Linked DNA regions of Mus musculus: regions 2, 3, 4, 5, 6 and 7 are each linked to region 1. The links are chromatin contacts, called in public HiChIP or PLAC-seq and promoter capture Hi-C maps. All regions are on one chromosome and are shown on one strand. Each heading gives the region's core, a stretch centred on a gene start, on an enhancer-like site or on the middle of the called end of the contact. The rest is flanking DNA. Distances are from core to core; before and after follow the strand shown.

Region 1 (3,091 bases), core at 186-2,685:
TAGCCCCCCTACTGACTTGACAACGTCTCATCTCAGAACCACACCAAACTCAGCATGCTAACGTGGAACTCACACCTTTCTCTTGCTCCATAAACCTACCTGAGCCTGCAAAAAAAAATCTGCAGGGATCTTTGACACACTTCTTCCCATCAGCACTGTCTTTTTATTGTTGTTGTTTTCTCGAGACAGGGTTTCTCTGTGTTGCCCTGGCTGTCCTGGAATTCACTCTGTAGACCAGGCTAGCCCCGAACTCAGAAATTCGCCTGCCTCTGACTCCTAAGTGCTGGGATTAAAGGCATGTGCCACCACACTGGCCCATCAGCACTGTCTTAGGCCATTTCCTGTTGCTTTAATAAAATGCTTGATACTGGGGGGCTGGAGAGATGGCTCATCGGCTAAGAGCACTGACTGCTCTTCCAGAAGTCCCGAGTTCAAATCCCAACAGCCACATGGTGCCTCACAACCGTTTCTAATGGGACCTATGGGATCTGGTGTGTGAAGACAGTTATAGTGTACTCATACATAAATACACAAATCTTTTAAAAAAATTGATACTGGATTATTTATTCATTTAATGAAACAGGGTGTCATATAGTAGTCCATGCTGGTATCAAACTTCTGGTCCTCCTGTCTCTTCTTGTTGTTGTTTTTGTTTTTTTTTTTCAAGACAGGGTTTCTCTGTATAGCCCTGGCTGTCCTGGAACTCACTCTGTAGACCAGAAATCCGCCTGCCTCTGCCTCCCAAGTGCTGGGATTAAAGGCGTGTGTCACCACGCTCGGCTCCTCCTGTCTCTTCTTAAGGGATGGGATTACAGGACTCAAATTTATAATCCCCCTGCCTCAGTCTCCTAAACTCTGGGATTACAGTTGTGACTCTCCAAATCGAGCTTCCGCACCGTGCTTCTAGAACAAACAGACTCTTCCTTTGGGCACTGGCCAGTCACGCCAAGTGGCCTGCAATTACATTGCCAGCTAACACTACACTCCCATGTTACCGTCCATAAATTTAACTTCTGAGAATTTACAACTACTCGGAATTGCAGTCTTCTCCAAATCTAACTTCAGCTAGTTTGGCATTGGGGTGGCCTCCATTATAAGATCAGGCAGTCAGTCACCCACTACTCTTGTAAACTGAATCATTCGTTCTCTCTTGCTCCCTCCTCGCTAAGCCGCTTTAAATAGGATCTCAGGATCTCCATCGGGGTGAAAAAAAAATCCGGGAGAAAGCACACCCATAAAGACCCCAGGAAACAAGAAAGTCGAAGAAAGTAGGCTGATGGGGTTGGGGGTGGGGTGGGGGCAAGAGCCGCGCTTGCTCAAGGCGCCTCTGCTGCGCCTCCTCCGCTCCGCCGGGGGCGCTGTGGATAAGCTCCGCGGCAGCCCGAGCCGCTCTAGCCCCTCATCCCGCCACTCCGAGAGCCTGGCGCGCCGCGGGGTCCTCCAAGATGGCGGCGCAGAGGAGGAGCCTGCTCCAGAGTGTGAGGAAACCGACCCGCTCTCCGGGCTGGGAGGGTTGGGAGCTCGGGTGTGTCCTCGGGTGCAGGAACTGTTGTCTTTAGATGGCAGAGCATGGCCCTCTCGCCCCAGAGGCCTTTGGGGGCTTGCAGCGCGCGAGACCCACAGCCGGCTGGCGCCGCGCCTGTTCTGCGCGTGCGCGTCGCAGGCTGGGGCCTCTAGGGGGTCAAGGGCGCCGGGGTCCTGCGGAGTGGGAGCGTCCTCGAGCCGGAAGGGGACGTGGCGCCGCCGAGCGGGCCATCCGGAGCGTGGACACGACTAATAATAAATAGCCCCCCGCTTGTGTAAGGCGTGCTGTATCTCTGGCATTGTGTGGACCGCCTCGCGTTTATAAGCTTCGCCAGCAGCACCGGAGAATAGTTAGCGACTAAAAGTTTTTACAGACGAGGAAACCGAGGTCAGGCAGCTGGTGAGCGGCAGAGGCAGAGGCAGGATTAAAATAGTCTGGTTCCAGAAACACCCCTAAGGTTTAGGCTCCTCAAGTGAGGGCGTAGGGTTTTACTTCTGCCTCCCAGTTCACCGGGTCCCGTTGAAGGTTGGCTCCAGGCACCCCGACCTGGTCATCTGGACCTCCACGGTTTGATGTAGTCTACCCGTCCCTGCATCTTTCTCACATATGTGCAGTTACACATGTATGTATGTTAGCTCAGAGTACTGTTTGGATCTGCCAGGACAGGGCGGGGATCCCTTGGCCTTCCTTACCGTGGCACTCTGTAGGAGTTGCCTCTGGATGTCTGCTTCCTTGAAGACCAGCGCCTCTTAGCATGTTGACTTCACCACCCTACCACCCTTGCATGCTAGGTGCTTGGTCAGTGTCTGTCACAGAATGAGGAAATTGGTCAGGAACTAGGTCTTGGCTTTTCAAGGGTGGGGGGAAGTAGCTTGCCTGGCCTAGAGGATCTGAAGCCAGAGGGAGACGTGGGGGAAGAGAGAGATGGCTTTCCCTTCACTATTGTGTGCCTGCTCGGGCCTTTTGTAAAACCCTGGGAGTAAAGAGGTCTGGCTCTCTGTTTTGTAAGGTCCCAGAGGGCAAGGCCCTTGTATAAATGTCCCCATTGTAGAAAGCGTCTGGGGAACACTGATATGATTGTGACCTTGAGAGAAAGAGGGGCTGGGAAAAAAATAGTGACTGATGCCGACTGAGTTGGCTTGCTAACAAGAGAAAGGTCGACTGGGTCAAGTATCTTCTGTCTCTTCCTTGTGATGGGACCCAAAGAACACCAGTTAGGGCAGAGTGTAGGCTTTTCCCAGCACACAGAGAATGTGTTCTCTGTGTATGCTGGCGGACTTTAAAAAGGGGGAGGGAGGGCCGGCTTTAACCCGTAGTGTCTTGATGCTAGGGAAGGAACAGGAAAAGATAACTGTGTAAGGCCCCTTCCATCCTCAGGATGAAAGGACATACCTACTGAGAGGAATCCCGGTGTCCCAGCCGGGCAGGGTGCAGGGCTTGCTGACCTGTCCTTCGTCCTGTGTCTGGTGAGAGCAGCTCCAATATCTGTGTTCTGCAAATGACCTTGAAAGCTGCTAGTCTGGGCCTCTTGGGAAGATGAAAGGGCAGCAGGGGAAGAGGAGCGTG
Region 2 (3,091 bases), core at 356-2,855, 1.3 Mb before region 1:
GGAAGGCTATATGCAGAGGGGGCAAGACCTGTAGTTACAAAGCTTCCAGAGAAGGTACCTATGGGTGCCAGGCACCCACAGGAAATTGGAGTGGATAAATAAGCTGCCTCCCTAGAGCCTTCAGGGAGTGCCAGGCCCTGCCCAGACTTGGCCCGGACCATGAGAAAAATCGCTATGGTGGGGAGCCCCCTATTTTGAAGTGGTTTGTTCCAACAGTCCTAGGGAATAAACCTATCATCTAGTCCCCAGAGAGTGTCATGTGGTCCCATCTCATACACATCAGGGAGAACCAGCTGCCCGAGAGAGGGACATCAACTTGTCCAAAGTCACACCAGAAACTTCACAGGAGCCAGATCGGAACACAGGCTCTCGAGAGTGTGCCAATACTCTTGCAATATGTAGATATTAGCCACCTATGGTTTCATCTTGAGCCTCAGTTTCCCTCCCTCCATACTTCTCTCCCTCCCTTCTTCCTTTTCTCTTTCTCTCTTTTTTCTTTCTTTCTCTCTCTCTCTCTCTTTCCTTCCTTCCTTCCTTCCTTCCTTCCTTTTCTTCCATTCTCTCTCTCTCTCTCTCTCTCTCTCTCTCTCTCTCTCTCTCTCTCTCTCTCAACAGGATCTCAGTATGTAGCTGGAACTCATTATATACACCAGGCTGGCCTCAAACTCAGAAATCCCCCTGCCTCTGGCCTTTGAATCCTGGGCTTGCCAGTTGCGCCGTCACATCCAGTTTATGCAGTGCTGGAGATCAAACCCTGGGCTATATGCATGGTGGACAAGCACTTTACCCACTCAGCTTGTTCCATGCAGTTCCTCTGGAAGCGTGATATTTTCTGGTGCTGGAGTTCCAACCCAGGGCCTTGCACTGGCTAAATCACCGCACATGCTATATCGTTGGTCTGGGCCCTTCCCCCAGCCCCTGCCCTACAACTCTCATCTTTATGAGACTCAGTAGAGGTCGGCAGTAATAATTAATACGACTGTTGCTGTCCTCAAAGAGGGAAAGGAAAGTTCTGGCCCTGAACTTGGTGGTGACAGAGAGACAGACAGCTTCAATGCTAAGGGTTTGAGAGATTATCCACCAGTTTTCTTCTTTTAGTTTTAGAGACAGGGTCTCTCTACATAGCTCTGGCTATCCTGGAGCTCACTCTCTATAGACCAGGCTGGTCTTGAACTCAGAGATCCTCCTGCCTCTGTCTCCCTAGTGCTGGGATTAAAGGCATGTGTCACCAGCTTGGCAACCCAGCTTTCTTTTTGGTTCTCCGGGAGAAACTGACACAAAGAGAAGGGTGGCAATAATGGACCCCAGAAGCCGGGTGGTGGTGGCACTTGGGAGGCAGAGGCAGGTGGATTTCTGAGTTCAAGGCCAGCCTGGTCTAAAAAATGAGTTCCAGGACAGCCAGGGCTACACAGAGAAACCTTGTCTTGAAAAAACAAACAAACAAACAAATAAATAAACAAACAATGGACCCCAGAACCCCCCAACCCACACACTCTAGCAAAGACACATGAGCAGAAGGAAGTGGGTGCAGAGGGCCAGCATCCTCACCGACATGGTGACAGCTCCTGGCCACAGCTCTCCCAGTTGCTCCTAGAGGTTTGTGCTCAAGGTATCCCCTCTTGGTCAGGCTTATAATCCCAGAGTATTACACATTAACCACCCCGAGGCCATAAATAAGGACTTTGGACCTTTATCTCCTAATATCACCCGGTCTGTATATGCAGGCACTCACTCAACAAACAGGAAGATGGCTCCTCACTCACTCTGACTCGATCGTGAGCATCCCTCTGGCCCCGCTTCTGGCAATTCCTACCAGCCTCCGTGGTCAGTACTCCACAAAGCCCAAGGGAGGATGCCCTAGTGCCACCCCCACACAAACCACAAACACCCCGATCTTGGCAGGCCATCCAACCTCTTTGCTGAGCCCAGCTCCTACAACCACAAAAAGACAGGCTGGCTCTGTTAAAAGATGTCCAAGCTTCTAATTTTCAGTGTGTCTGTGAGTCATTCAAAGACTTTTTTCTCCCTTCTCTCATCCATGCTTTTTCTGATTATACATATAATTTGTTTCTTTTTTTTTCTTCTTGTGAAACAGAGTCTGACCATTTAGCCCAGGTTAGCCTTGGACTCTCTATTCTCACACTTCTGCCCCAAGTGCTGGGATTACAGGCAGGAAACACTATATCTGGCTGCACACATTTTGCTTCAAAAGTGGTAGATTCACATCTAGGGCCAGTGAGATGGCTCGACGGATAAAGGTGCCTGCTGCCAAGCCTAACCACCGGGGTTTGCTTCCCGGAGCTCACATGATGGAAGGAAAGAACCAACTCTTGCAAGGTGTCCCCTCTGACCTCCACACATGGACCATGGCACATGTGCACACACAAATAAGTATAACTGAAGTGCTTAAAAACGGGCGGAAGAAGATGCCAAAAGTCAACTATTCTGCGAGGGCTGGGTGGTTCAGTGGTGTGCTGTATCCTCAGGATGCATGCCCTGTGGCTTCCATCCCTGGCACCATGCACAAAAGAGCTTGGTTCTGCTGGGACACAGACCAAACGTGCAGGAGGGAACCCAAGGGTTCGGGACACTGGGGGTTTCTGTCCTTCGCCCTTTATGCCTATGAATTTTGTGGTAGTTGGGGTCCATATACACAATTAGATACTGTCAAGAGGAAGAAACCTGACGTAGTTCCTCTGCTGGGAGGGAACCTGTGCTGCCCGTCCTTCCAGTGGGTTTGTACCACAGACAGGTCTCTACAGTTGTTTATCCTACTTCATTTGGGAACACTGAGGCTCACAGATCTGCACTTCAGAATCAGATGTCGCTGGCTGTGAAACACTCCAGCTCTCCAAGGCTTAGTTTATAGAAGCCATGTCCTACCTCTGAGCACTACTTCATCTTAGTCTGCCCCATTAAAAAACGCTACTCCCAGGCTGGAGAGATGGCTCAGTGGTTAAGAGCACTGACTGCTCTTCCAGAGGTCCTGAGTTCAATTCCCAGCAACCACATGGTGGCTCACAACTATCTGTAATGGGATCTGATGCCTTCTTCTGGTGTGTCTGAAGACAGCTACAGTGTACTCATATAC
Region 3 (3,091 bases), core at 309-2,808, 1.2 Mb after region 1:
TGTTCACTTCCTTGGCGAGTTAATCATTTAATGTCATGCTATTCTCAGGGACTTCAACCTTAACTACTTCAAAACTATAACCAAGTTTAACTTTTCCCCCAAACTTGAGTCTTCACAACCACTGTCAGTTCACTTGGGAGGAAGACCATTCATGTTCCTTGAGTCAAAAATTTGTCAGACACAAGCAACCCTAAGCTACACCCAAGCTATCATTAAATCCTGGTGGTTCTTATAAATCCATTCCAGGCAAATGCTCTCTTACCCCTTCCACCAATAGGTCACAGCCATCTCTTGCCTGAGAGAGATGTGCCTTCCGTATTCTACTCTCCACAGGGCAGCAGAGAGGATCGGGTTTGAAATGTCAATCAGTAAGTGCAACCACTGACCCTTTCCTACACAAAGTCATGAATCATTTGGCCCCCCATTTGCATTTCCACTTCAGTCAAACAGGTCCCTATGACCAACTGAAAACATGTCACAACAAACTTCCACCCCAGTTCTTTCATAACGAGCAAAAGGCACTTCTGGTTGATTTAAAGGAACGCGACTCTTTTGAATAAGACACCATGTAATATTCCCTCACCTACTTCTCAAGGTCTAGAAGAAAAGTGTAATATTTTCTTCCCTCTTCATAGATTACAAACGTGAGATTTGAGATTACCTGGTAAACATATGATAGAATTGGAATTAAAAAACTCAGATTACTCTTCACCGGAACATAAGCTGTCTGAATGGATAGGAATGGTCCACGGTGACTCTACATGGCTAAAGGTACATGCTGGGAGTTAGGGAAGAACATGGGAAACAGTCTGAGGAAAAGAACCAGAGGAGGAATGTTACCTGTGCCAAGAATGTGAAGTTTCAGGGAAAAGGGAAGTGTCAAATGGAAGGAACTTAGATACCTCTAAATCGAAGAACAAAGCACTTAACTCACAGTAACTATACAGGTAGTACATAACACCACCGATCTTGACTTAAAAAATAAACAAACAAACACCCTATCTTTTCCTGGCAATAAGGCTGACTAGGAATGTTCCATTAGCTATTGCCACTTGCCTGGGATAAGGTGTGACACCAGGCTGGCAGTAGACTTACAGCAAGCACCCCATCTTCACACTTAGTTTTTCCGCAGGACCAATTTGGACGAAGTTTGTGTGCAGTGAGAGTTGGGTAAGGGAAGGGTTGGCCTTAAACTTTTAAACTTCAGAAGGCAAAGAAAATAGCAATTATCTTCTTCCCTATTCCCTCTGGACCTTTGTGACTGATAGTCCAGACAGTCTCTGGGAAAGTCCAGAGGGGACTGCGGCAGAGGGTGGCTCCTGGCCTCGCCCTCCCTCTTGTAGCAGCAACTTTCCATTTATGCCCGTCCTTTTCGTTCCAGTTGTGACAGATTCGGTCCCCACATCTCCCCCGTGCCCTTCTCCCCGACCCATCCCGAGATTTACTTCGAAGCCCCAAACCCCTCCTCACCACGGCTCCGGCCACGGCGTGTACCAGACTTTCGTAGGACAGCACAGAGGCCATGGTGCCACACTTTTCACTCAGGCGCCTCAGAGTGTGCGGGTTCGTGAAAGGACCGTCTCAAGCCCCACCTCTCAGAAGTCTCCCCCGCCTCCACCAGAACGACTGCTTCCGGGTCACAGACTGCCCTGGTTCGCTGGGGAGAACAGCCGGGGAGGCGAGTGTGAAATGCCCAGGAACGCCCCTGAACATCGATTGGTCCGGATCGGTCAAGGGGCGGAGCAATGCTCAGTGGCTATGGAAGGATCTGTGTTCTGAGCACCCCCTGCAAAGGTTCCTAGCCCCTCAGTCTGTCAGTGTGCTTGCACACTAAATTGGTTAGTCAAGCCCATAAAACGGGAGGACATAAAAGTCCTTAATGACTCCTGCACCCCAGTTCCTTGCAAAATATATGTTGGCAGGCTCAGTTGTTAGTGCTTGCTTAGCATGACTACCAGCAAACCATAAACACCAGTAAACACAGTACTCAGGAAGTGGAAAGAGGATCTGGGGACTGAAGAGTTGGCTCAGTTAAGAACAAGTACTGCTTTTGCAGAGGATCCTCGTTTAGGTCCCAGTATCCCAAGCAAGTATAGTTCCAGGGGGTCTGACCTTCTCGGGTTTCCGCGCACACTAAGACATACACACACACACACACACACACACACACGACTAAATAATTTTGTTAAAAGAATTTAGTACAGAGTCACCCTCAGCTACAGAGAGAATTTGAGATTAACCTGGGCTGAGACTCGTCTCAAAACAAAAGCCAAAACAGACCTAAACCCTAAAACGTAGCCTGTAATCCCAGTACCATGGATGCTGAGAAGTGGAGTTGGCTAGCCAGAACTATAGAAACAGCGTCAAAACAAAAGCAACCCTCCAGGATAAGCTGATAGCCATAGATAAGGGGGTGGGTCAATATCTCCAACCTTCGTTTCTCCATTCAGCCATCCCAACACCCGCTGCGAGATATAGAATCAAGGCTCTGAGGCCCGGTAGTTAAACCTCTAGCATAGTTTGTTTAAACTGACAATTTGGGGCTGTATAGATATAGCTCAGCAGCTAAGAACGCTTGCTCTTCAGTTGCTATCACACAACCCTCTATGTCCCTCGGGACAGACGCCACAGCTTTCTGTCCTCTGAAAGAATCCAGGACTGCTTACATAAATGCACTCATGCACATAAAGGTAAATCTAAAAGCAAAGTCAGTATTTTACCCTTCCACTGTGATAGTCTTAAGGTTTCTATTCCTGCACAAAACATCATGACCAAGAAGCAAGTTGGGGAGAAAAGGGTTTTATTCAGTTTACATTTCCACATTGCTGTTCACCACCAAAGGAAGTCAGGACTGGAACTCAAGCAGGTCAGGAAGCAGGAGCTGATGCAGAGGTCATGGAGGGATGTTTCTTACTGGCTTGCTCAGCTTGCTTTCTTATAGAACCCAGGACTACCAGCCCAGAGATGGCACCACCCACAAGGGGCCCTCCCACCCTTGATCACTAATTGAGAAAATGCCTTACAGCTGGACCTCATGGGGGCATTTCCTCAAGGGAGGCTCCTTTCTCTGTGATAACTCCAGCTGTGTCAA
Region 4 (3,091 bases), core at 325-2,824, 1.2 Mb before region 1:
AAAGATAACTTCTTCTCAGCATCCAGCATAGAATCTCCGAGTGGGGGACCCGTGTGGGAGGAATCAGACATTCATGGAGTGCCACACCTACGTGGAAGTGAGGCTCATTATCACAGCCTGCTTCCCACCTCTCTGAGCAGACATATTAGCTTCTGAGGGAGTGGCCAGGAAGCTGGGAAGGGAGACCAAACACCAAAGCTCAGACAATCTAGCTCACATTTGATCACTGGCACAATCCCTGCTCTCCCCCCACCCCGTTTGGCTTTGGTTTTTTGAGACAGGATTTCTCTGTGTAGCCCTGGCTGTCGTGGAACTTACTCTGTAGACCAGGCTGGCCTCGAACTCAGAGATTTCCCTCTGCACCAACTGAGTCTGGGAGAATATTGTGTTATGCACTTCTGACCCGACACACTTGTCCCACCACAGTCACGGCTCTCAGTTTGCTGCACGCAGGAGCAATATTCAGGGTCACCAGAGAATGTTCTAGAAATGGACATTCTGGGGCCCTGCCAAGTGTGTTGAACCCTGAACCCTCAATTTGGATTTCAGCAAGCCTTTAAGTGCATGCCAGAGTTCCAGGGCCACCTCTTTACAGCCTTACAAAGTCACTACAATGATCTCTATTTTATAAATAGGAAAGTGAGACACAAAGAAAAAGGCAATTTGGGGGCTGGAGAGATGACTCCAATGGTTAACAGTGCCTACTTGTCTTATAGAGGACCAAGGTTTGATTCTCAGTACCCACATGACTCACACACCATCTGTAACTCTAAGATTTATTTATTTATTATATGTAAGTCACTGTAGCTGTCTTCAGACACACCAGAAGAGGGAGTCAGATCTCATTAGGGATGGTTGTAAGCCACCATGTGGTTGCTGGGATTTGAACTCAGGACCTTCGGAAGCAGTCGGGTGCTCTTACCTGCTGAGCCATCTCACCAGCCCCCATCTGTAACTCTAGTTGCAGGGGATTTCATACCGTCTTCTGGCCTTGTAGGTCCTCATACAGTAGACCTAAACTCACTTAGGCACAGTATTTTTTTAATCTTACTTATTTATTTATAGACAGGGTCTCTTTATTGTCTAGCTCTGCTCTGGTTGTCCTGGAACTCACTGTGTAGCTTAGGCTGACTTTGATCCACCTGCCTCTGCCTCTCAGGTACTGGGATAAAGATGTATGCCACCTCCCCTAGCCCATAATTTATGATTTAATCTTTTTTTTTTAAAGGGGGGCAATTGCTTTTGAGTCACATACTTTGTAAAGGAATACCAGTGTTTGCATCTAGGCAGTTTCCCTCGCTCAAGGAAATCATGAAAGAGTTGACATCTGAATTCAATTAAGTTCAGTAATTCTTAGCGGTTTATAAATAACTCCAGATTGAGCGCTTGTTCGAGGCAGGTCAGATGATGGAATCGGGGAGCCTAGTTCTCACCGAAGCCATTCTGGGAGGATTGTTCAGAAGACCTGAACCAAAGCTGAGGCAGGACGGGAGGCTCCTTTAAAAGGTGGAGCCAAATCTGCGGAACTGTGGAACAAGGCCACGAAGAGCGCCCTACCGGAAATCTGAAACTGCTACACCCGGAAGTGTTTTAAAGTCAGAAGCGGCCACGCTGCCGGAAGCTTCACTGCAATGGGCCGCAACAAGAAGAAGAAGAAAAGAGATGGAGACGACCGGCGGCCCCGGCTCGTTCTCAACTTTGATGAAGAGAAGCGGCGGTGAGTGGCAGGGTGGAAAGAGACTCCCGTCGGGCTGCCGGGGGAAGCGCGCCAGGCACAGGGCGCGCACGCCCACGCGGAGGGTTCTTCCGGCCCCGCCCCTGGATGTAGCTGGAGCTCGCCTTCCTCTTTCCCCACCTCGGGGGATGGAGTCGCCCGCTCCTCCCTCGCTGTTTACGGCTCTCAGCGCTGCGCCTTGGACCACCGGAGTGCCGCGCCGTCTATTGTCACAGCCCATAGCTGGCTCCCAGTCGTTGTTGACGAAGGACGAGCCGATGGGATGAGAGAGGTTTAGTTCATTGATTCACGCACCAGACTGCGTGCCAGCCAAGCCTGAGACCAGAGGCTGAACTGCTTTTTAGTGTCACCGTAAATAGCACCTTGTGGTCTGATGGCTCTCAACCTGTGGGTCGCGACCCCCTTAAACCCATCGGAAAAGAGATAATATTTACATTACGATCCATAACAGTAGCAAAATACAGTTAAAACCCCTGGTGTAGTGTACCAACGGAAACCGTAATTGCAAAGCCTGGTAGTGCAGACCTATAATCCTAGCCATCCCGGATGCTGAGGCAGGAGGATTGCAAAGTAAAACCCTGTGCGGGAAAGTTCAAGAACGGTATGGGCATTTGGACAATTTGTCCCTGTCTCCAAGACAATATAAACGAATTAATTTATTAGACCATTTGCCTAGCTCGAATAAGGTACTAAGCGTAATTAACTTCCAATACAGCAAACTCAGGAACAGCAGAGATTAGACAGGAAGAAGGAAGCACGAGTCAGGAAGGTGGGGGCACTCCTAGGACCCGCCACACAGGACCCAGGTGGGTTCAGGAGTCAGGTGGCCTTGAGGACTGGTTGTTGGTTGGTTCAGTGAAAGAGTTTTGGGGTCTGGGTGAAGGCATTATTAGAAAGCCTTACTAGAAGTGACTCCTATGAAATAAAGTTTGCCAGTGTGGGAACAGTGACCACCAGCTCTGTGTATTGACCACCTGGCCTTTTGTGTACTTAGCAAGGGGCAGGAAGGCCAGGTGAGCTAGGTGACGTTTGGTTAGTGATGGAGCGCGTACTGAGACTATAGCTTCCAGCATAGGTGTGTGGTAGGTTATACCACCCAGGATTATTATGTAAGTACACTCTGATGGTCCAGCAAGGACTCACAACTCATTTCTCGAAGGTACCTTTGTCATTGAATGACTTGTGACTGCATTGTCTGTGACCTTGGATGAGTATCCTAGTCTCTTCCTCAGAGTCCCCATCTATAAATTAAGGGTTGGCTGTGAGAGGGTAAAATGGGTTGGTGGGTAGGAGAGAGTCAGGCAACTTATGGAGCTCTGTAGAGCCCTGCTTTCCTCCTGGCTCCTCCTGACTCCC
Region 5 (3,091 bases), core at 153-2,652, 1.1 Mb before region 1:
ATCTCCCCCAAATTCAAAGCTCCCTCATCTAAGCTGCTCCTTCTGGTGTGACAAACAGCCCCAGGCCTTAGCAGAGGTTAGTTCATCTTGATCAGCTACAATTCCCCACTCCCAGGTTAATGTTTAATTAAACACTTTCGTGCCTTTTTGCTAGGGAATAAAAACACCAGGGTCCGGGGATCCAGCTCAGGTAGGCAATACCACCAGAACCCTACGGAGCCGCTGCCAAGAGGTCCTAACATTGTGAGTAGGATGTCTGCAGCAGACAAGAGGTTCTGGGCTCTCTGGGGGTCTCTTCGGCAAATCTCGGAGCCTCTAAACTCTCTCGGAGCCTAGGACTCCCAACAGCCCCAGGTCGGACTACAGATGGTGGCGCCCCTTGCTCACTTGGTGGATTTTTGCCAAGCAGGGCGGGAAAGATGGATACATTTTAACAAAGACATGGCATCTTCCCAGCAAAATGGCGGTGGTCGGGACCACGGCTCCCTGGTGGACTGCAAACCTCCTACACCTAAGTCACGACCAGGGAAAGGAGAACTCTCTCCTCGGCTTCTCCCGCTGCGCCCCATTTTTCCAAGTCTCTAAAAGCACAAGGAGCCTCTGCGCATCCTAAGGGTCCCCAGGATGTCTGATCAGAGCCATTGGACAGCACCTATGATAGAGACTGCACACACATCAAGCCACACCCCACCTTGAAGAGGCCAGTGGGAGAGGGGACCTTCACCCCTAGGGTGGGCCTGGGGGGTGGTGGTCCTGCTTCTTACATCCCCAAAACTCCCTAGCTAACAAGGCAGGCATGTAAATGAACTCATACTCAGATACATGGGAGATGTGGGGGGTCTTTGAGGAGAGCAGGCCGCCCGGGAGGCTTGTCCGCATCTTCCAGGGGTCCCAGGAAGCTTTGGGGGGCTCGGGCTCAGAGAGCAATCAACTCGCCGAGGTCCGGGGGTGCATCGAGGGGAGAAGGCGACTCAAGAGGGGGAAGGGACAAAGTTTGAAAGTGCCCTTCCAACTCTTTCAGGGAAAGTTTCCTTGAGGGCCTCGCAGGCAGAGAGGGGGTAGGGGTGTCAGAGGAGCTGTGGTCGGGTGACCCCCGAGAGGTGACCGGACCCTGGGGAGGCGACCCCTCCCCCCTTGTCCCGACTCGGCCCGGCTGGGAGTCGCCCAGCTCAGGGCCGCGTGTGTTAGTTGGGGCCGCTTCTGAGCCGCTCCGCCAGGTTGGGGGACCCCGCAGGCATCCGGGAGTGGGGCTCCTGGTAGTCCCAGGGGGGAGCTTTCCGACGGGGGGTCTCAAGCCCCGGGGCTCCCCGGCTCCGCAGAGCCAGCCCCCCGCAAAGGGGAAATGTGCCGGCGCCCCAGCGCTCCTCGGCGCCGTTTGAGGCTCGTGGCGGGCGCGGGGGGCGGCGGCCGGGGCGCCAGGGTCCCCAGAAGGGAAGCCTAGGGAGCCGGGCAGAGACCTCGAGAGACGGCGGGCAGCGGGAAGGCCCGGGCCGCCGGGAAAGGTCGAGTTTGCTCGGCGGAAGAAACACAGATGGCGGCAGCGCGGCGCCATTCCGGGCCGGGAGCAGGCAGCCAGCAGCCCAGTCCTCACCGCGGTCCGCCCGCCGCCGCTAAATACCCGGATGCGCCGCCCGAGCGCCAGACGCAGAGCTGGGAAAAGGGAGGCTGTGGAGGCGGAGGCAGCGCCAGGCGCCGGGCGAGCGACCGAACGGTGGGGGCTGGGAGCGCAGAGCAGCTCGCGACCCGCGCCGGGAGGACAGGAGCCACGCGTAGCCCGCGTCCCCGGCAGCCGCACTTGCGTCTGGCCTGCTAGTGGAGCGGGAGAGCAGATCGCGAGTCAGGTTCTGCACAGCCTCCGGCGAGGGCTGGCCCATCGGAAGGCTCCTTGAACAGTGGGAGCAGGCCGGCCACCATGACCGAGAACTCCACCTCCGCCCCGGCGGCGAAGCCCAAACGGGCCAAGGCTTCCAAGAAGTCCACGGACCACCCCAAGTATTCAGACATGATCGTGGCTGCTATCCAGGCAGAGAAGAACCGTGCCGGCTCCTCGCGCCAGTCCATCCAAAAGTATATCAAGAGCCACTACAAGGTGGGTGAGAACGCCGACTCCCAGATCAAGTTGTCCATCAAGCGCCTAGTGACCACCGGTGTTCTCAAGCAAACCAAAGGGGTGGGCGCCTCGGGGTCCTTCAGGCTGGCCAAGGGCGATGAGCCCAAAAGGTCGGTGGCTTTCAAGAAGACCAAGAAGGAAGTCAAGAAAGTGGCCACTCCAAAGAAGGCAGCCAAGCCCAAGAAGGCTGCCTCCAAAGCCCCAAGCAAGAAACCCAAAGCCACCCCTGTCAAGAAGGCCAAGAAGAAGCCGGCTGCCACGCCCAAGAAAGCCAAAAAGCCCAAGGTTGTCAAAGTCAAACCAGTCAAGGCCTCCAAACCCAAGAAGGCCAAAACCGTGAAGCCCAAAGCCAAGTCGAGTGCCAAGAGGGCCAGCAAGAAGAAGTGAAGACTTTGCTTGGGGACACTCCTTCCTCCCTCCTGTTTTCTGTAAATACATTTCCTCACTTGATTCCATCTGCAACCCTTTGCCCATTCTATTCTGACTTTATTAAAGAGGACAGAGTTTGGATCCCTCATACAGACATTGTGGAATGACTCCTTTTTCCTTAACCTATTGTGCAAGGACAGCAAACAGACCTCATCTTTGTAATGATGGAGACGTACTTTTTTCTTGATTTGATATTAACCTTCTTACGGGGTTAGGGATGGGAGGGGGGAGGATGTGTGTTTCAGTCGGTGGTTTGTTTACTATGAAGGAACTGGCAAAGTTCTGGCTAGGTGAGGGGACCCAGGAACTAAGGTTTGTCTTCCAAGACTTTCTTAGACTGCTTGTCCCTCGTGAGCTTTTCAAAACCTTTGATGGGGAGCAGGTGACACCCCACCTAGCTGGCCAAGGAGGGAGGGAAAATTCCCTGGGGCTGCCCTACCAACGGTGGTAAGTTGGAGACCTGGTTGCTTTTTCTCTTCTGCCCTAGTGCCTCCCCATTGTCTAAAGGGGCAAAGGGGTCCAAGTGACAGCTGGTTAGAGAAGCCATAGCTT
Region 6 (3,091 bases), core at 309-2,808, 1.1 Mb after region 1:
CATTTTACCCCTGGAAGGCAGTTCATTTTCAACAATAAAACTTCATAAGTGGACTTTTTTTGGTGGAAGGGGCTTCTACAGTAAAGCCCTTAAGTTTGACTTCTTGAACATAAAGATCAGGCTACAGGCTTTGGCTTCAGATCTCGAAAACTTACAATTTGGGGACATTCCGGACACTTTATGGATTTTAAAACTATGTGAACCCATGAAGCATAGGTGTAATTTCATCATATTTAAGTAATGAAGTTCACATTCTTAGTCTTCACACACTTTATGCCAAAGTATTCGGGCAAGCAGTAAACTGACCACCAGTCTGTCCTTTGGTTCTGTCATCTAACAAAGAGAAATCCTGACAAAGACAAGCTATACTGTACTCACACACCTATCCAGCAGTTCTCAACATCAGGATACTCGTCTTTTCTTGGATCCCTTCCTTGTATGTGTTGAACACCATTCCAAGCGTTTTATTACGAATTCTTTCATTTACTGTCTGCATTCCAATGTAATAGGTATTGTTAGTTCCATTTTCCAGATAAGCAATCTAAACGTAGGTTTGATAATCTAACAGGGAAAGCTCCAGCACTAACCACTCTATAGTATTAGTGTTTTCTTATGGAGCGAGGAGGGCGGAAGTCATCAAAGGTACATAGACAAACAGTCACACACACATACACACACACACACACACACACACACACACACACACACACACACGCGAGACGGACACTTCTTTGGCGGTCAAGTTTCAAATCTGCGGAGCCCTGCAGACCTGGAGGCACCCATGCTGCTATATGGTCGTCAGGTCCAGGTGAACCTCCTTGCCACGAGAAGCCTGCGGATTGCACCTGGATCCTCCAGGTTTGCACAAGGGCCGGGAGAAAGCGCTCGACCGGTCGGTCCCAAGCAGATTACACACACTCGGGGAGCAGCCAGGGCGGGAACCTAGCTGCTCCCTAGCCAGCACAGCCCTGCAAGGCGGTGCACAGGTGCACGGTCGCACTCGACTGTCCTGTCGAGTGACCAGGGCTTTGAGACCCCAGCCCCTTGGGAAAGGGCGGGACTGGAGTGGAGGACTGCGGGAGGCAATCCCGGGCTCGGAGCCTACAGCGGCCGGCCGGTCCAGGGCACACGCGGAAGGGTCGAGGGGAGAAAGGATGCTCGAGCGGGGCGGGGCCGGTGGGGGAGGGGGACCCTGCCCGAACTCTCACTCACCGCCTCGTTCGCCTCCTGGCCCGGGCTCCGCGGCTCGCCCCACTCCGGTGCCAGCCGCTCACGTATCCTCCCGAGCCTCTAGTACCAGTCAGACTGCACCAAGTTAGGGAGAGGTCCGCGCAAGCCGAGGGAGCGTGGCGAGCGGGAACGAGGGGGTGGGGAGGGTGGGACGGTCGTTCTTGCCGCCGGGGACACCGCAGACACGACCGCCGCCGGCTCCACTCAGCCACGGAAGCTGCGGGCCCTCCCACCACTCCGGGTCCCGCCTCCGCACCCTCCCCCCTACCCGCCTGGGAGCGACAGCCGTATCGACCAATCAGAAACCTAGCGCCGTTAGGGCTAGCCCGATTTAGGGGGCGTTCGCCGAAGGAAGAGGAACGAGGGAGGCTAGTACGGCGGCGCGACTTCTGTGACTGACATCATAGCGCAGCCAATCGGTAACTGAGAGATGACTTCATCGCTGAAGGAAGTCTGGAACTGGCGGAGCGGCCGCCAAGAGGTGGGAGGAGGTCGGCGATGAGCCGGGGGGCGGAGTCTGGGTCTTAAAGAAACCGTAACACATCTGATCACCCTGTCAAAGGGTGACCGCGGAGCTAGCTACCTAGGGTTCGGTGCCCAGCCTGGAGGTTTAATGCAAAAATCCTGCAGTCTTCATCTTGGTCCTTCCTCCTGTCTTTGCTCCGCCGGGACTCCCAAGTCGATTATTTCACATTCGCATTTCCCGAAAGGACACAATAAATGCCGCTCTGGCCTGGAGCCCTGAACTCTGTCATGTCCCTGCCCTTCCGTGGCCAAGCGCTTTTTTTCTCTGAGTCGGTTCTCCTCCGGTAAAAGGACTGACACCTACCTGCCTAGACTGTTGAGATTATTTATCAACAGCGGAAGCGCTTGCAGCTGGAGGGAAAGAGTTGAATGAACCCAGATTTTATCCGGGGCCTCACTGCACTAAATGAATCTGGGCGGCTCTTCCAACTTTAAAATTCTAAACTGCTGGTGTGTAGCCTAAAAGTGTGTGTATGTCTGTGTGTGTGTGGGTGTGTGGGTGTATGTGTGGGAGAGAGAGAGAGAGCATAACTGCATAAATCCAACATTTAAAGAGACTTATCTACTAAAGCGGTGAGACTAGTTAAAGCCCACCCGGTCAAGTTGCTAAGAGCCACTATGGAGGCCCCTTTTCTGGAACACCACCCCTTCCCCCCAACAAAGGGGGAGAGCGCTGAAAAGGAGAAATAATTCGGACTTGGTGCCTTAGTGTTTCCGAAACACTTTCCCTTGGGAGATATAAACAACCGTCTATCTCCTCCTTTTAGGCCACCATCCACTGGATAAACTGAAGTATGATTGCCCCAGAGTCCAACGTGGAAAACCAGTGAGTTTATTGGGCTTGCTAAGAAATCATGGCTGGCCCCCAAAGCAGCGAGACCACCAAAAAGTTGCACCCCAGCATGGATGATGATGTCCCCATAGCTGCGTAGATGACATACACAGTTCAGTTAAACTTCCATAATCTACACAACTCTAGCCAAGTCACAAGACCTCAAGCAGCTAGGGCAAAATTGAGGACTTGAGAGATTCCTCTCCCCAATGAGCGGGGGGATGTTGGAGGAGGTAACTGGGATCCAGCAAGGATTCAGAGAAGCCCCCCCTAAGTCCTTCCGTCAATGCAGGAACATCTACAGTCAACAAGCCCAGTCTTGAGGGGCTCTTGCAAGATAGCTGTGCTTTTGCAAGGACAGAGCTGCTGGACACAAGGAAAAAGAAAGAAGGTTCTGGAGAACAGAGTCCCCAGTGTGAGAGCAAGGGTTAACACTGTAGAAGCAGAAACCCTCAGGGGCATCCTGACAGACATGGGAAGCCACAGTGACTGGAAGGAGGTAAC
Region 7 (3,091 bases), core at 248-2,747, 1.0 Mb before region 1:
ATTTATTTGGAGACAGGGTTTCTATAACTCTGGTTGTCCTGGAACTCACTCTATATCCAGCTTACCTTCAACATCCAGAGACCCACCTGACTCTTGATTGTTGGGATAAAGGTAGCCACCATATCAGGCTCCAATTTATTTTTGAGACAGTTTTATATTGTAACCTCAGGATTCCTTCAAGCCATGTATGAACACTTGAGCCATTCTGCCCAGTTTTTTTTTTTGGGGGGGGGGCGGTTTCAAGACAGGGTTTCTCTGTGTAGCCCTGGCTGTCCTGGAACTCACTCTGTAGACCAGGTTGGCCTCGAACTCAGAAATCCACCTGCCTCTGCCTCCGAGTGCTGGGCTTACAGGCATGCACCACCAATGCCCAGCTTCTGCCCAGTTTTTAAGTTTTGAAACAAGTCTCTTGTAGCCCAGGCTGGCAAGCACCTCTCGGGCATAAACTACAAGGCTCTATCTTCATTTTCAAGATATGAAACTATAATTCAAGGTGACACAAGATCACGTTGCTGGGGAGGGAGGGAACCAGGATTTGAGCCTGGGTTAACAGAACTCCAAAATCCTGTTTCAGATGACTAAAACCCTGTTCATTCCCTCAGAAGGGAGCAGCAGACTCATTCCTACAAGCTACACATAGGTCAGAGTGATGTCACCATCTCTGCGGGGCTGATTCATCAGCCTGGGTTTATTTAGGAGGCGCCTCTGGGGGAGGGGTCTCCTGGTGGGGTCTTGAAGAAACTATCAAACCAGGCGTTGGAAGCAGAGGTTTTCCTCTGTGTCGGTTTCTAGGTCCTTTCAGCAAGAGCCCAGCCATTCTAAAAGTTGAAGAGACAGAGCCCCGGAAGGATCTATGATCCCCTAGTTTACACGGAGAGAGGGAACCAGAAAGGACCAACTTGGTTGTGGGGTCCCCAGCCTGTCATACTACATAGCTCTCTGGCCTGGTGGTAGTAAAGGTGTTTGGATCCCCTAGGCAGGCCGTGGGGGGAGGGGCGGGCGTTCGAAGTGTTGTAGCGCGGTGGGGTATGGAAGAAAGCTGGTGGCCATCTGGAGGTCTGGGATCTGTGGGGAAAGTGCCTCGACTTTCAGACCAGTCGTGGGTGTGGTTCAGAGAAGTCAGTGAGGAGAATCTGAAGGTTCCTAAGGGTGAGCTTGAGGCAGGCTAGCAGCAAAGCCAGAGTGTCCCACCTCTTGGGGTAGGAGGGCCTGGGGAGACTGCGGGGTGGCGTTGGGGAGGGGCTAGCCAGCGAGGAGTTGTCCCTTCTTCCAGGAGGGGCTCCCCAAGGGAAGGGTTGACTCGATCTGGAGGAGAGGGGCTATGTGGGGCGTCCGCCCTTCCGGGGAAGGGGCTCGACGGCGGGGGCGGGGCCGCAGGGTGGGGCCCCATCCTCCTCGCGCTCCCCCGCGACGCGGGCGGGCAGGGGCGGGGACGGAGGCGGTGGGCGCCCGCGGCCGGCCCACAATGAGGACAGCGGGCCGCGGTGAGTAAGCGGCGGCCGCCCGGGCCGGGCCACGCGGGGCGGAGGCTTCGCGGGCAGGTCGGGGCAGGCTGGCCGGGCGGGGTCGGGAGCCGAGTCCGCAGCCCTAGCCGCGCCAGAGCGGAGCGAAGACACCGAGGCCCCGCCCCGGCCGCCGGTGGCGCCCCGACCTCCGAGCCGCGCCGCAGACACAGCCGGAAACTGGCCCTGCCGGAGCGCAAGCGGCAGCCCAGTGCCACCTGACCCCGAGTCGGAGCCACACGAACCGGAGCCCAAGTCCGAGCCCCAGTCCGGGCCGTCTCCGAGCCGGGCCTGCCATGGCGGGGCCGCGGGGCGCTCTCCTGGCCTGGTGTCGCCGCCAGTGCGAGGGCTACCGCGGCGTGGACATCCGCGACCTGAGCAGCTCCTTCCGGGACGGCCTGGCTTTCTGCGCCATCCTGCACCGGCACCGGCCCGACCTGCTGTGAGTGCCCGGGGTGCGCGAGCGAGCACGCGGGGCTGGGGACCGCCGCTCCCCTCAATGACGCGGTGGCACGCGCCGCCCTGAGAGGTCCGGGACCTCACACCCGCCGCTTCTGAACGCGGAGCAGGGCCACCCGAGACCCCAAGACCGTGCACCCCCTCCCCCACCTCGGGCCACTGGTGTCAGGCTCTGACCTCTAAGAGGGAACTCTGACCCGTCCTTCGGGACGTCGTTACTCTAGGCTCCAGCAGAAATACTGAGCCTCGCTTCCTCCATTGGCGTCAGAGCATAGTAACCCCAAACTTGACTGTAGGAGATGAGAATATGCCACTCCCCCAGTTAGGCTTCCTTTAAGTTCGAGCTGGTCCCCGGGTGCTCTGGGAGGCTGACTTCTTTCTAATAGAAATTTACATCTTTGTAAGGGCACCTACCGGAAAGGGTCTTCAGAAAGAATGCGGCCCCAGATCACTTCCTACCTGGGAGAAGCTGCCGGGCTTCGGCTTTACTCACTTCCCCATCCTTCCCTCCCCTAGAAGACAAACCCCATTCCTTTCTATAGATAAGCGGCTATCATCCGGCACAGCAAGTCCCATATTTTGTGGGACTTCCGTGGGAATGTAGGTCATTAGTTTTAATTCTCTCTTCAGCTAGTTTGCCATTTACATTTAAGGCGCAAAGAACCTAGAGGGATGGAGGAGAAAGCTTTTGTAAGGCACTTTGGGCAGATACTCTGTAGGGCACTAACCCCGTTTCTGGCACAGGGTTCCTAGCTAAATGGCTGTCAGGTGACTGCGGGTACACTACTTCCCCAAACCACCTCGATAGGAATCTGTCTAGGTGTATGGTCCCGCGGCTCTGCTGGTTACAGTGGGGAACAAAGATGGAGCAGAAATTAGGAGCCAGGCAGGGGAGGTCTCTAGTGCAGCTGACAACTGCCAATCTGAAGCTTCCGGCTGGAATGTGGATCCCTCCTACCTGAGCTTCTCAGAAGGGTCTCCCCGGAAAATATAATCAGACCCACAGGACAACCAACCGAGGCGGCCTTCTACTCAGCTTTCTTCCCTTAGCCCTGGGATCTCTTTCTTTCATTCGTTCATTTAATGTGTTCATAAAGCCGAGAGTGGCAGTTCATCTGGTGCCCGTCTTT

Evidence for each region. Promoter capture Hi-C pulls out the DNA fragments that hold promoters and counts their contacts. HiChIP or PLAC-seq counts read pairs in DNA pulled down with a chosen protein or histone mark.
Region 2: a promoter capture Hi-C map of liver shows a contact between it and region 1, with 2.3 times the contacts expected there. The contact joins the promoter of Lgals2 here to the promoter of Tab1 in region 1. A contact is called at or near these places in 2 of 39 promoter capture datasets (both in liver).
Region 3: a promoter capture Hi-C map of pre-B cells shows a contact between it and region 1, with 3 times the contacts expected there. The contact joins the promoter of Slc25a17 here to the promoter of Tab1 in region 1. A contact is called at or near these places in 3 of 39 promoter capture datasets (hippocampal neurons, liver and pre-B cells).
Region 4: a contact with region 1 is called in a promoter capture Hi-C map of liver, with 6 times the contacts expected there. The contact joins the promoter of Nol12 here to the promoter of Tab1 in region 1. A contact is called at or near these places in 1 of 39 promoter capture datasets (liver) and 1 of 115 datasets of contacts at active chromatin or transcription factors (pancreatic cancer cells).
Region 5: a promoter capture Hi-C map of pre-B cells shows a contact between it and region 1, with 3 times the contacts expected there. The contact joins the promoter of H1f0 here to the promoter of Tab1 in region 1. A contact is called at or near these places in 2 of 39 promoter capture datasets (liver and pre-B cells).
Region 6: an H3K27ac HiChIP or PLAC-seq map of microglia shows a contact between it and region 1, with 8 times the contacts expected there. The contact joins the promoter of 4930483J18Rik here to the promoter of Tab1 in region 1. A contact is called at or near these places in 3 of 39 promoter capture datasets (3T3-L1-derived adipocytes, hippocampal neurons and pre-B cells), 1 of 115 datasets of contacts at active chromatin or transcription factors (microglia) and 1 of 9 other capture datasets (liver).
Region 7: a promoter capture Hi-C map of liver shows a contact between it and region 1, with 4 times the contacts expected there. The contact joins the promoter of Micall1 here to the promoter of Tab1 in region 1. A contact is called at or near these places in 2 of 39 promoter capture datasets (both in liver) and 1 of 484 Hi-C or Micro-C datasets (B cells).

The regions. Positions count from the first base shown.
Region 1 is chr15:80,131,711-80,134,801 of GRCm38.p6, forward strand. Tab1 (TGF-beta activated kinase 1/MAP3K7 binding protein 1) reads left to right here and starts at 1,436. Exons shown (of 11, transcript NM_025609.3): 1 at 1,436-1,478. The coding sequence starts at 1,446. It overlaps Gm31253 (a long non-coding RNA gene), which reads right to left. Exons shown (of 3, transcript XR_384256.4): 1 at 2,918-3,091.
Region 2 is chr15:78,853,924-78,857,014 of GRCm38.p6, forward strand. It overlaps Lgals2 (lectin, galactose-binding, soluble 2), which reads right to left and starts at 1,606. Exons shown (of 4, transcript NM_025622.3): 1 at 1,549-1,606. The coding sequence starts at 1,554.
Region 3 is chr15:81,359,207-81,362,297 of GRCm38.p6, forward strand. Slc25a17 (solute carrier family 25 (mitochondrial carrier, peroxisomal membrane protein), member 17) reads right to left here and starts at 1,559. Exons shown (of 9, transcript NM_011399.3): 1 at 1,471-1,559. The coding sequence starts at 1,524.
Region 4 is chr15:78,933,359-78,936,449 of GRCm38.p6, forward strand. Nol12 (nucleolar protein 12) reads left to right here and starts at 1,575. Exons shown (of 6, transcript NM_133800.3): 1 at 1,575-1,717. The coding sequence starts at 1,632.
Region 5 is chr15:79,026,810-79,029,900 of GRCm38.p6, forward strand. It overlaps H1f0 (H1.0 linker histone), which reads left to right and starts at 1,403. Exons shown (of 1, transcript NM_008197.3): 1 at 1,403-3,091. The coding sequence starts at 1,913. The coding sequence ends at 2,497.
Region 6 is chr15:81,189,295-81,192,385 of GRCm38.p6, forward strand. 4930483J18Rik (RIKEN cDNA 4930483J18 gene) reads left to right here and starts at 1,559. Exons shown (of 2, transcript NR_015603.1): 1 at 1,559-1,711; 2 at 2,523-3,091. Mrtfa (myocardin related transcription factor A) reads right to left here and starts at 1,442. Exons shown (of 14, transcript NM_001082536.2): 1 at 1,213-1,442.
Region 7 is chr15:79,107,486-79,110,576 of GRCm38.p6, forward strand. It overlaps Micall1 (microtubule associated monooxygenase, calponin and LIM domain containing -like 1), which reads left to right and starts at 1,498. Exons shown (of 16, transcript NM_177461.1): 1 at 1,498-1,944. The coding sequence starts at 1,799.